Regions from separate parts of the Mus musculus genome. Here all the other regions are linked to region 1. The links are chromatin contacts, called in public HiChIP or PLAC-seq and promoter capture Hi-C maps. All regions are on one chromosome and are shown on one strand. Each heading gives the region's core, a stretch centred on a gene start, on an enhancer-like site or on the middle of the called end of the contact. The rest is flanking DNA. Distances are from core to core; before and after follow the strand shown. Region 1 holds the start of 4930524J08Rik. Region 2 overlaps Prkg2 (protein kinase, cGMP-dependent, type II). Region 3 holds the start of A730035I17Rik (RIKEN cDNA A730035I17 gene).

The links. Promoter capture Hi-C pulls out the DNA fragments that hold promoters and counts their contacts. HiChIP or PLAC-seq counts read pairs in DNA pulled down with a chosen protein or histone mark.
Region 2: a contact with region 1 is called in an HNF4G HiChIP or PLAC-seq map of pancreatic cancer cells. The contact joins the enhancer-like site here to the promoter of 4930524J08Rik in region 1. A contact is called at or near these places in 3 of 39 promoter capture datasets (the 3T3-L1 cell line and hippocampal neurons) and 2 of 115 datasets of contacts at active chromatin or transcription factors (embryonic forebrain and pancreatic cancer cells).
Region 3: a contact with region 1 is called in a promoter capture Hi-C map of hippocampal neurons, with 8 times the contacts expected there. The contact joins the promoter of A730035I17Rik here to the promoter of 4930524J08Rik in region 1. A contact is called at or near these places in 1 of 39 promoter capture datasets (hippocampal neurons) and 1 of 115 datasets of contacts at active chromatin or transcription factors (astrocytes).

Annotation. Positions count from the first base shown.
Region 1 is chr5:99,977,653-99,981,724 of GRCm38.p6, forward strand. It overlaps 4930524J08Rik, which reads left to right and starts at 1,283. Exons shown (of 2, transcript XM_030254981.1): 1 at 1,283-1,300; 2 at 1,385-2,014. The coding sequence starts at 1,283. The coding sequence ends at 1,900. It overlaps Hnrnpd (heterogeneous nuclear ribonucleoprotein D), which reads right to left and starts at 1,286. Exons shown (of 9, transcript NM_001077265.2): 1 at 740-1,286. The coding sequence starts at 972.
Region 2 is chr5:98,942,406-98,946,509 of GRCm38.p6, forward strand. Prkg2 (protein kinase, cGMP-dependent, type II) reads right to left here. Exons shown (of 19, transcript NM_008926.4): 16 at 1,009-1,131. Among named protein-coding and RNA genes, the nearest start is that of Gm42123, 53 kb to the left of the region's middle. Within about 2 kb of position 1,571, at least 46 of the 459 cell types and tissues checked have an H3K27ac peak or open chromatin away from gene starts, as enhancers often do. A contact at or near this core is called in pancreatic cancer cells, where this site is marked.
Region 3 is chr5:98,184,068-98,188,227 of GRCm38.p6, forward strand. A730035I17Rik (RIKEN cDNA A730035I17 gene) reads right to left here and starts at 1,917. Exons shown (of 3, transcript NR_153823.1): 1 at 977-1,917; 2 at 651-701. It overlaps Prdm8 (PR domain containing 8), which reads left to right. Exons shown (of 4, transcript NM_029947.2): 3 at 394-622; 4 at 957-3,381. The coding sequence ends at 2,575.

The DNA.
Region 1 (4,072 bases), core at 33-2,532:
AGGCGGGAGGTGGAAGAGCCCCAGTCAAGTACAGGCCCCATCGACCAGGAAGGACTTAAATGGAGCCCGCGGAGCCACACCAACGCGCCAGCAGACCAGGGACTTTGGCAGGCCCGGTCTGTCTACAGCACAAACGCAGGGCCTGTAGGAGCGTGTCGTGGTGACAGCGTAAAGTGGACAGAACGAACGAATCCTAAGACGAAAACTATTTAAAAGCAATGGCCTGCGGCCGACGCGGGAGAAAAGAGAGGTGGACAGCCTACAGCTTTCCCAAAGCAAGAGCGTGTCAATAATCGCACCGTCTCGGGGGCGAGGGCGAAGCGCCCGACCAACCTTGGCAACCCTGGTAAAAAGCTTTTCTGTGCGTTTGCATTTTTAAGCCTAAGAGGTTAGAAATCCGGGAGACGTGGGGGTGGGGTGGGAGGGTAAGCTCCGACAGGCGGGAAAAAATCCTGGCGGCCACATCGGTGGGAGGAGACCCGCGGCGAGGGAGGAAAGAGGGCGGGCCGCGGAGTAGCATGGTGACGGCTAAAGGTGGAAACGTGTGTGATGGGGGAGGGGGCGAGCAGGCAGGGAAGGAGATGCAGGCCCGGGGGGGAGCCCGAGGTACAAGAGGGGCGGCCGAGGGGGCGACTGCACTGGGGCCTGCGGGCGGGCGGGCGGTCGCGGGAGCGAGGCCTAATGGCGGGGAGGGGGAGGGGGCCTGGCGAGCGGCTGCCCGGGGCCGCCCCTTACTCACCCTTCATCCTCCTCGTTCTTACTGGCGTCGATCTTGGCTCCCTCTGCCTCGGCGCTGCCTCCTTCGGTGCCTCCGGCCGCAGAGCCGCCGCCGCCGCTCCCGCTTCCCGCCGCCGCCGCCGGCCCCTGCGCCGCCGCCGCCACCATGGCTCCCTCCTGCTCGCCCGCCGAGCCGCCTACCGCCGCCGTTGCCGCCGCCGCCGCCCCGTCCCCTCCGAACTGCTCCTCCGACATAGTGCTACTGCCGCCGCCGAAGACGACACCCGCCGACGCCGCCGCCGCCGCGAACCGAAACTAGCAGCAAAGTAATCCCCGCCGCCGCCGCGCGATGCCCGCTCTACCTCGCGAGGCACCCTAGACAAGGCGCGCGCGTGGCTGCAAGGGCTCCTGCGCCTCTCCCCGGCCTGCCCCCCTCGCCTCCCACTCTCGCGCAGCGCGCTCTCTCGCTCTCCCCGGCTGCACTGAAAAAAAAAAGAATGAAGTAGCAGCGGCGGCCACTCTCGCCTCCTCCTCGCTTTAATGGCGCCGCCGCGGACCACCTAAAATGGCCGACGGAAGAACGGCGCGTCCCGGTCACGTGGCTCCGGAGCGCGCCCTTTGCGCCTCCCCCGCCCCCGTCCACCGCTAGGCCCCGCCCCCCGCGCAGGCCCCGCCCTCCCCGTCCCTTTCCGACTGGCTCTCACGCCCCGCGGTCGCGCGGCGCGGGCCTTTAAAGAGGACCGGAAGTGGCGTGCGCAAGAGGGGCGCGCGGGTACCATCGAGAACAAGGAGCGCTGGTTCGAGGGCGCGGCTAGAGAGGCCTCCCCCGCCCCCGTCCCTTGGCCCCGCCCTTCCGCGGATTCCTGGAGTCACCGGCCGCTCCTCGGCTTTGGTTGGCAGGCGCGGCCGACCTGGAGGGGTGTGGTTCGTCCATCCCCAGCGGAGACTTCGTGGAGGCTGCCCTCAGGGAGCCACGGCTGTGGGCCCCGGGACCTGCGTGGGGCAGCGGGCCGCGCCTGTGCAGTGCTCCGCCGTCCCTGCGCCGGGTGACATTGAGGCTCCGCCGCGGCGCTGTCCAAAGGCGGCTTTGATGGTCGAGGCTGCCTCTTCTCAGAGTTGCTTCCCTAGTCTTAAGCTTTGCCTCCGTTATTACAAGAGCCTAACGCCGGCCACGATTCTTTGAAGTCACTATGGATTGGGAAGTGTATGTATTAAGGTCGACTCCAGGGCTCCTTTTTTTTTACGAGTTACAGTCCTTGTATTAAACAGGATATATAAATGTCATGAATCATCTTTACGAGGTTTCTGGGTTTGTGGTGTTGAGGTGGCGATTTTATAAAAAGAAAAAAATGAAACGCCGTTAGGCGTGTGATTCACGATTTTAAAATTAATCGCTAAGAAACCTATTGGAATTCCTACTCAGGAGTTAGACTTTGAAGCTTCCTGCAAGACTTAGAAGAAAATGGAATTTCTGGTTTGGTTTGGTTTGGTTTGGTTTGGTTTTTTTTGTCGTCAACCACTCGACTGCTTAGTAAGTATCCAGTTTCCAAACAGGGTTTGGAGAAGTTTACAAAAGACAGCATACAGGGACAGGACTTCAGCCCAGCTAATTAGGTACACGCTGTAATCCCAGAACTGTGATCCCAGAGAAGGGAGGAAGGACTGTTGAGGCCAACCTGGCATTACCCCTTAGCAAAACACATAAAAAAATTTTAAATAAATGCTTCCCATGGTGTACTTTAAGTCAATTTACAGTAACTGTACATAATCTGAAAATCCCAACGATTAAAACAAGATTTATCACTACAGTTTGTTACAGAATCCATAAAATGAAAGAATATGCATCAAATAGTGGAAATGTCTTCAACATTGAGCAAATCACAGACAGGCAACCACCAAGATGATTGGCGAAAAAGAAGTGATTCCACGTTTTTCTTTACCATCCAAAAATACTGACCAAATAAGATGACTCAAGTCAAATATTGCAGGTTGGCAACAACTTGGATGAACCCGAGGTTTTTATTTATCCTATGGATTTAAATGATGAGCCTTTTAGAAAAACTGGTTGTAGTGGTTTAGAGATTGGTCCCAAAGGCTCCTATGTTTGAATGTTTTAGTCACCATGCCATGGAACTGTTTGGGAAGGATTAGGAGGCATGGCTGTGTTGGGAGATGGTATTCATGGAATTTGCTTTGAGGTTTCAAAGGCCATACCAGGCCTTTCTGCCTGCTGCCTGTGGATCAGGATGGAAAGCTCTCAGCCCACAGGTCATTGCCTACCCTGCCTGCTTCCCACCATGCTGACACTGGACTACCCCTCTCAAATTAGAAGCAAGCCCCCAACCAAATGCTTTTCTCTTACACATTGCATTGGTCCTCACAACAGTAGAACAGTAACTAAGACATCATTTTACCGAAAAAAGTTTACTTTAATTCACAGGCAGCCCTGTCGCTTCTGGAATTTGAGTGTTACTCAAGAGTTCCTCACACTAAGGCCTACGTGCCTTGTTTTGTTTTCTTTTTTGAGACAGGGTCTGTAACCCAGGCTGGCCTGGAGATCACTGTATAGCCTAAGGTGGCCTCACACTCTGGGCAGTATTCCTGCTTCAGCCTCAGGAATGCTGAGATTATAGGGTTGAGCCACCATTTTTAGCCTAGGGCCTTAAATTCTACACCTTGTGTCATTTCCTCCAACCTGAACTTCTTTCTCAACTGTGTGATTTCAACCTTATTGGCCTGGTGAGCTATCCGGCTGCCAGCATCCCAGTCAATGTCATTGTATCTGTGGCATTTCACAGACCCCTCAGGGTGAATTAATCACCACTTTGCATAGCCCATTATCCTTCTTTATCTCTGCTCTTCTTAATTACAGCCATCTAGACACCATTAGTTTTTGAAGAACAAAAATAACATTCCTCTATACCCTAGTTATATTTTCACACCTATATAAAAACAGATATTATATAAAGGTAGAAATTATGTAAGAGACTGTATTGACCCAATAATTGCTCATTGATTTTTGTTTTTTGTTTTGTTTGTTTGTTTGTTTGTTTGTTTCGAGACAGGGTTTCTCTGTATAGCCCTGGCTGTCCTGGAGCTCACTCTGTAGACCAGGCTGGCCTCGAACTCAGAAATCCGCCTGCCTCTGCCTCCCGAGTGCTGGGATTAAAGGCGTGCGCCACCACGCCCGGCTGATTTTTTTTAAATGATCAAAATCTTTCAGACTTTTTTCGCCTAGAGAATTCAAATGGCTCTCCTCTTTCTCTCACTTTATCACTGGCATAAATATACCCAGAGATTTCTTGATGTATGAACTTTCTTAAAGAGGAAAGAAAGAAAAGGTATTTTCTAAGCT
Region 2 (4,104 bases), core at 321-2,820, 1.0 Mb before region 1:
AGCTGAGTGTCTGGATTCATCTATCTGTTCTCTGCATGAGCTGTGGATAGACTTGAATAAATACTAGCTTGCAAACTTAGTTGCAAATGCTGCTGAGAAAACTGGGAAATGTGTTAGGATTTCATTTACATCCAAGCTGCAATCTCAGAAGTGTGTAGGTATTCCTATTTGCAAATCCCAAACTAGGTTTGATGTTTTTGATTTACTAACTTTATATGCTTTAAAAACATCTCCAAAGGTGGGACAGGGGCACAGCAGTGCATTGGAGTTTGGGCCAAACAAAACAAAGCTCTAGAAGTCTCCAATGTTTCTCTGAAAATTGATGTTTTCGATAGTAAGTCAAAGGCTGAAATAATTTAAAAGAAGACTGGAAAAGTACATTTTCTTAAAGACTACGAAGGGGCTGGAGAGATAGCTCAGTGGGTGAAAACATTGACTATTCTTCCAGAGGACTCAAGTTCAAGTCCAAGCACCTGTAGAGCACTCACAGCTGTCTCTAACTCCAGCCCCAGGAGACACAACAATGCCCTTTTTTAATTTCTATGGACATGCACATGGTGCACAGACATGCATACAGGTAAAATACCTATAAACACAAAATAAAAATAAATAAAAATCTTTTCTTGAACTCTGTTAAAAAACAAAAAGGAAAGAAGACTACTAGGGAGCTGGAGACACAGCTCAGCTCCATGGTCAGGGGAATTTGCTGTTTCTCCTGAGGACCTGTAATGGGTCCCCAGCATCTACACGACAACTCACAACAGTCTATAACTCCAGTTCTAGATATGATGACATCGCCTAGCCTCTGAAGGCACCAGGCATGCACCCGTGCACAAATACACATGCAAAAATATTTTCAAAAATATTTAACTTAAAAACTTTCTTCAGTTACAACAGCAACATAAGATGTCCAAGTACTGAACGCACAAACGTAATTGCAAAACATCTCCGCATTGCACGGGGAGCAGAAGCCTTCACACTTCCTCTGTGGCCCATGGTCATTCTCACCTGCAAAGCCTCCGGATCAAATCCTCAGGGCGCCTTGTTATCTTTCTGGGGAAATCCATTTTCTCGATTCCCTTGAGAATCAAATTGTAGGTCATCATTTGGTCTATCCCAGAAAAGGGAGGGCTGGAGAAGACACAAAATAAGACGCACTTCAGAGAGAGTCTTGTGGGGCTCCTCTTTTCCTACTTCTCTTTCCACTCCGGTTCTGTTCTCTGACCCTCCCTCTTAGTTACTTTACAACAAATTGGGGTATATTGTGGAAAGCCTTTAATCAATTTCCCATCACTTAAATAACCCCTAAAAGGAGAAGACAGAAAGGGAGGGGGTGTGATTTTCTTGTGTGTGTGTGTGTGTGTGTGTGTGTAAGAAGGTGAGTAGGAAAAGCCTCCTTTCTACGCTGACAAAGGAGAAGTCTGAATGGACAGAGGGAGCCAATGAGACACAGAGTTGTCTTGTTTGAGATCACTGAGTTCTGAGACAGGAAGTACAAAGGAATGTGTCGGGAGTGGGCAGGAGTGGGCAGTAAATGGTAGAATGAGTAAGCTTCCAGGGACGCTGAGAGATTACCACAGCATCCTGTGTATCCCGTGGGCTACAGTGAAGATCTGGGCATGGATCTGAGTCAGTGGTAGAACTTACAGCAACTTGAGTCATCTTTTTTAATACAAGAAATAAAGTCCAGTATGGGGTGAGGCTGGCAGGCTGGCGGTGGGAAGCTGTGCTGAAGATATTGAAAGAGACGTGGCTCTATCTAGTCCATGGACTGTACTAATTATGTCTCTTTGTCAGATTTATATGTTGGAACCATAATCTTGAAGTGATGGGATTTTATAAAGTTAATTAGGTTGAGAGTGTGCCTATCAATGAATAGGATTGGTGACCTTCTAAGACAGGAGTCTGGCTGGCCATCTTTTTCCTAGCGAGGATCCTATAAGTCTACAACTAAAAGGGAGTCCTCACTAGAGCTCAACTTTTTGCTGAGGCTTCCAGCCTCCCAAACTGCAAGAAATAAATGAGCTTTAAAAAAAGTCACCAGCCTATAGAATTTTGTGATATAGCCTGGCCTAAGACTAATGATAAAACTAACAGGATTTGCCAACGTAGTGAATGTGGTGGGGAAGAGAGAAAAGAAATTCAAGAATGATTCCTGGCCACGGTGCCCACTGAATAGAACTATTTTCCCTAAGATGGACAAACTAGGGACGAGGCAAGTGCTATAATTTGGGTCTAGGCTAGTCCCCAGAGGCCCCGGTCCCCAAGCTGTGTCATAATGGAGACGTAACAGGAACTTTTCGGAATGAGGCCAGAAGAAAGGCCATTGGAGAAAGGACCTTAACTGGAATATTGAGATGTTCGTCTCTTCCTCTTTGTGTTCTGGCCACCTCATAGTGACAGACATCATTTGCCGCATGCTCTGTCATAACGTGCCATGTTCCCAAATCTACAGGGTCAGTGATTCATAGACTGAAACAAGGAACCAGAATACATCTTTTCTTACTTCTAAGTGACCTCAGGTATTTGGTCACAGCAATGGAAAGTCACCTGACTCAGTGTTGCTGCAGCTAGTCACCGGGGAAAGGACCCTGGCTATGTTGCAGAGCCATGTGGACCTGAGAGGCAGGCCATTGGGTTTATGGGCCTAACATTGAAGAGAAACACTAGGAAGATTAACTTGGTCCATCTCATCATCTCATAAGGTTTATGGTTGTAGGACTTGAGGATATGACGCAGTAAGTGTTAGGTGGAAAAGAGGTCAAGGACTGACTGGTTCAATGTAACTATCAGGAAAATGAGAAAACTCAGAAATGAGTACAGAGATGGGGCTATCACGGTAAGATGAGGAGGGAGAGGCAGGGCCTGTAAAGCACCGAAGAGAATACTTCAAAGACTAGTGGGGTTTAGATGTAGCCACCAAAGTGGGGCAACATTTTAATTTGTTTATCACTTTGATTCCTAAAACATTTTCATGTCTGGGCTAGTACACCATTTAAAATTTGAAGATTAAAAAACACCTAATTACTCTGTTGTTTAGCAACTATGGCTGTACTACTTGGAAACCAACTGTCCTCACCTTTGGCACAATAAAATAAAATAATAAAGCCTTAGAGCAAAGGTAATGCATTGAGTTTCAAGTAACCTCTGATTCCACTGTGAAGAAAATGAAGCCAGAGGCAAAGCCATTGGTTTGGCATCTTCAATACACAGAGATGCATGCACGAGCATATTTACAGCCTTGTTATGATTCTCATGGTGTTCTTTCCCTGACAACCTGAAACACTGGATCAGAGAATTAAAAATGGACTTTCTTCTGCCCTGAAAATGCCTGGCAAAATATCTCCCTAACTTCTTTATGATGGTTTGAGGCCCCCTTAGCAATTCCAAGTTGCTGTCCCTTCTCTCCCTCTGTTATTTCCCCAATTTATTTTGCTGTTCTGCATGACACATTTCTCAGGTGACAAAGATCCACATGTATTTTCCAGAAGCTCCAAGAACCACCATGCCAGTAACATTCCCTTAGACATCTCTAAGATGAAGGAATAAATATTGGAAACAACACAGGGTTCGCACACCTTAAACAATCTGCTCTTCTCCATGACTACCTGGAAAATTCCATCCTTCCATCTCACTCTTCCATCATGACTATCTGAACATTGTTAATAATGATTCAGCTAAAATGCAGATTTTCAAATCTGTTTCCCCAGTGTGTGTGTGGACAAAGATGTGAACCATGGGTGTTTTCACATTTTTTATTTAATATTGAGGCTTGCAGCACTTAAGACAATTAAGTAGAACACAGCTCAGTGGTGGACTGCATCTTTAGAACGTGCAAATCCCTATTTAGGTCCTTATTGTTGCAAAAAGAACATGTGTATGTTGACATTTACTGCCCCAAATGGATTCATCGTAGGACTGATTACACAATTCTTAGTGCAAATGTCTCTGAAACTAATGTTGATCACAGTTGGCTATAAAGAGTCATAAATCATACGTGTGTCACAGAAAGTACGTCACAGACAGAGCCAGGGGAACTGGAATCAAGTTACTGATCTCAGGCAGATAGTCTTGTGACCTAGTTGTCTAACTTGTAAAATTTAA
Region 3 (4,160 bases), core at 667-3,166, 1.8 Mb before region 1:
AGTTCCTAGTCTTTCATCATGAAGTAAAGCTGTTAGTCCTTCATGTCAGTTAGGAAGATGGGCGTGAGTGCCATAGAATAATTACTAAGACCCGAACTTGCCTTTTACTTCTGAAACACGGGAAATTTCCTCTCCTTTTGTCATGTGAGGTAACTGAAAGGGAGATTCTAAAGAGGCTACTCTGTAAGACTGACCCAATATTGCAAAGGATGGCCACTGTGCCCATTGACCACAAATGCAGGGATGCAGTTCGACTTTGGTCAACTTTTGCAAACTTGGTTTCAGATAATTGTTTGGAAAGAACAAAAGCCAGACAGATGAAATATCTCTGGTTTCTCTGGTTGCCGTCTTTCACGTGGATCCCTCTCTTCTTGTCTTTCTTAAATACTGTAGGTAGACACTTCGGCGGCAAATGGTTCCTCAGAAGGTCTCATGTGGCTGCGGCTGGTCCAATCAGCCCGAGATAAGGAAGAACAGAATCTCGAAGCTTATATAAAAAATGGACAGCTGTTCTACCGCTCTCTCCGCAGGATTGCCAAAGATGAAGAGTTACTAGTTTGGTACGGGAAAGAACTGACTGAATTGCTCTTGCTCTGCCCGTCTAGAGCTCACAAAATGAACGGTAGGTTGGCTCGGGTGCCTGGGCTCACCTTGCACATCATAGGGTGGACGAAGCTTCTGAGGTGTTGTCCCGAATGGAACTAGGACAGAAGGGGAAGGAAAAGTTGGGGAGCGTTTGACTTAGTAAATGCACAAATCAAGAAAGTAAGTTGCACCAAATAGGATAGTGTATTCATTTTTTTGGGCACTCAGCCCAGAAAGATAAAGTGGATTTGTTATGGGGAGGATGGCTAAGTGGCCTAGGGGCGATGCTAACTAACCATGTGGGGTGTGTGTGTGTGTGTGTGTGTGTGTGTGTGTGTGTGTGTGTGTGTGTGTGTTTGCTCACTAAGCAGGGTCGTCTCCTTACACATGCCTGGAATGCAGCCAACGTTTCCAGTTTGAGTTCCCCTATGTGGCACATCTGCGATTCCGCTGCCCCAAGAGACTTCACAGCACTGATGCGAATCCCCAAGACGAGCAAGGGGGCGGCTTGGGCACTAAGGACCACGGCGGCGGCGGCGGTGGTAAAGAGCAACAGCAGCAGCAACAGCAGCAGCAACAGGAGGCGCCGTTGATCCCGGGCCCCAAGTTCTGCAAAGCCGGCCCCATACACCACTACCCCGCGTCATCCCCGGAGGCGAGCAACCCGCCGGGCTCCGCGGGTGCCGGCAGCGCCAAGCCGTCCACGGACTTCCACAACTTGGCTCGGGAACTGGAAAACTCCCGGGGAAGCAGCAGTTGCGTAGCGGCCCCGGGCGTCGGCAGTGGCGGCAGCGGCCACCAGGAGGCGGAGCTGAGTCCCGACGGCGTCGCCACCGGCGGCTGCAAAGGCAAGAGGCGGTTCCCAGAGGAGGCGGCGGCGGAGGGCGGCGGCGCGGGGCTGGCGGGCGGCCGTGCGCGCTTCTCCGAGAGGCCGCTGGCGACCTCCAAGGAGGAGTTGGTGTGCACGCCGCAGCAGTACCGCGCCGCCGGCAGCTACTTCGGCCTGGAGGAGAACGGCCGGCTCTTCGCGCCGCCCAGCCCGGAGACTGGCGAGGCGAAGCGCAGCGCCTTCGTGGAGGTGAAGAAGGCGGGCCGCGCGGTGGGCTTGCAGGAGGAGGCGGCGGCGACAGACGGCGCAGGGGGCACGGCCGAGGACCCCGACGCGGGAGGCGGTGTCGCCGGCGGCGGCAGCAACGGCTCGTCCACCCCCGCGGCGGGGTCGCCTGGGGCCCCCGAGAAGTTGCTGGCTCCGCGTCCCGGAGGCTCTCTGCCCGGACGGCTGGAGGGCGGGAGCCCCGCGCGCGGCAGCGCCTTCACCTCGGTGTCGCAGCTGGGCGGCGGTGGCGGCGCGGGGACCGCGGGGACTGCGGGGGGCTCGGGGGGCGGCCAAACGGCCGCATCGGACGAGCGGAAGAGCGCCTTCTCGCAGCCCGCGCGCTCCTTCTCGCAGCTGTCCCCGTTGGTCCTCGGCCAGAAGCTGGGCGCTCTCGAGCCGTGTCACCCGGGAGACGGCGTGGGTCCCACCAGACTCTACCCGGCCGCCGCCGATCCGCTGGCTGTGAAGCTGCAGGGGGCAGCGGACCTGAACGGAGCCTGCGGGCCCCTGGCGAGCGGCGGTGGCGGTGGCTTGCCCAAGCAGAGCCCCTTCCTCTACGCCACCGCCTTCTGGCCCAAGAGCTCGGCTGCGGCGGCAGCGGCGGCGGCGGCCGCCGCCGGGCCCCTGCAGCTGCAACTGCCCTCCGCGCTCACCCTGCTGCCGCCCTCCTTCACTTCGCTGTGTCTGCCCGCGCAGAACTGGTGCGCCAAATGCAACGCCTCCTTCCGCATGACCTCCGACCTGGTGTACCATATGCGGTCTCACCACAAAAAGGAGTATGCCATGGAGCCCCTGGTGAAGCGGCGGCGGGAGGAGAAACTCAAGTGCCCCATTTGCAACGAGTCCTTCAGGGAGCGTCACCACCTGTCCCGGCACATGACCTCGCATAATTAATTGTTGCGTAAAAGACTCCGGCTTTCCACGCGTGTGCACGCACAGTCAAGCCACCTGCAGGAGCAGACACGCGAGGATGACATCCACCACTACCTTATGCCCCCAAACACTGCAACCAAACACGTGCACACACAGGTCCCTCCCCTCGCCAGGAGCCTCATCATCCAAATGTTTAATTTCACACACACACACACACACACACACACACACACACACACACACGCACGCACGAACGCACACACGGACGCACGCACACGATGCACAGGATGGTGGATTTTGGATTGGGTGGGTTGTTTGAGCGGGGTTTTCTTTTGAATGCACGAATTTTCACTTTCCCAAAAACAAAAGTACATTTTTAAAAAAATGTCATATATTGCAACATATTGATGCATTTGTCATACGTTTCTACTTAAATTATTAAGCACTTATGGTTTAGATGTAATAATTATATGTAAGGACAAAGTTTATTTTAGATATAAAGTAATGGAGGAAGAGGAGATGCGTTCTGCATTTCCTGATGACAGCTGTGTTCTTACAAAAATAAACAAAATGGATAAAAAGGGGGGCGCCATTCGGTTTAAGTTTCCAGGGGGAAGTGCATGTATCATGAAATGATTATGGACTTCAGTGAAGAATGTCATCAATGATGTAAATATGTATTCCCTTTTAATACAAAGTGTAATTTTGTGCCAGTGACATGGAGTCTGAATAGTTATGTGTTTCTTCTATCCCTAAGAGATTTATTAAACGGTATAGTTTATCCAGGTATGTTGGATGCTTTGACAATAAATAACTATTTTCCTCAAAGCAAATATTTGGAAAGTTTACAAAAAATATTTTTAGGTCAGTATAATACTTTGGATAGTTGATGCCTTTTCGTTGACTCCTTGAAAAGAAGCAAGGAGACCACAGCTTCCTCTGCAGGTATTAACTACAAGCCAGTTTTGAGCCTAAGGGTGTTGATTGTCACTTGAAGATTCTCTATCTGAAAGGTGTTGGGTTTAAGGATCAAGGACAAATCACTTAGGTGCAGTAATTGCCATACAGGTTCCCTGTCAGAACTTTGTAGGTGTCTCTTCCAGAAGGAAAAGAATTACTCTCCACATAAGTGACCAATCTGCATTTTTTAAGCCCACTTTAGGATCTAGTAGTGATACTTCCCCCAAGGGATGTCCTACATTCTAGAACTTCAAGCTTCCTATCATCCATTAAGGACACATAGAGAATCTATCAAGTAATACAATTTGAAAGACCGAGGTTTGCTGATGGTATATCAAAGGCCTCCGTGTCCACACATGTCTATCTGGGAGTGATCCTGAGACAAAGATACCGAGGAACCAACTGGTTCTTTATGAAAAGTCGCTGTCATCTTGGCTTCTGACTTCAGTTCTTAGAGAACATCATGTTTGTGTCTGGTGTACACTGAAGCCTCTACACTAAAAACCAAATGACCAATGAGCCTTCTTTGCAGCAACCTCACCCCCACCAACACACACACACACACACACACACACACACACACACACACACACACACCTCTCTCTCTCTCTCTCTCCTTCCCTCCCCTCCCCCCTCCCCCCATTGA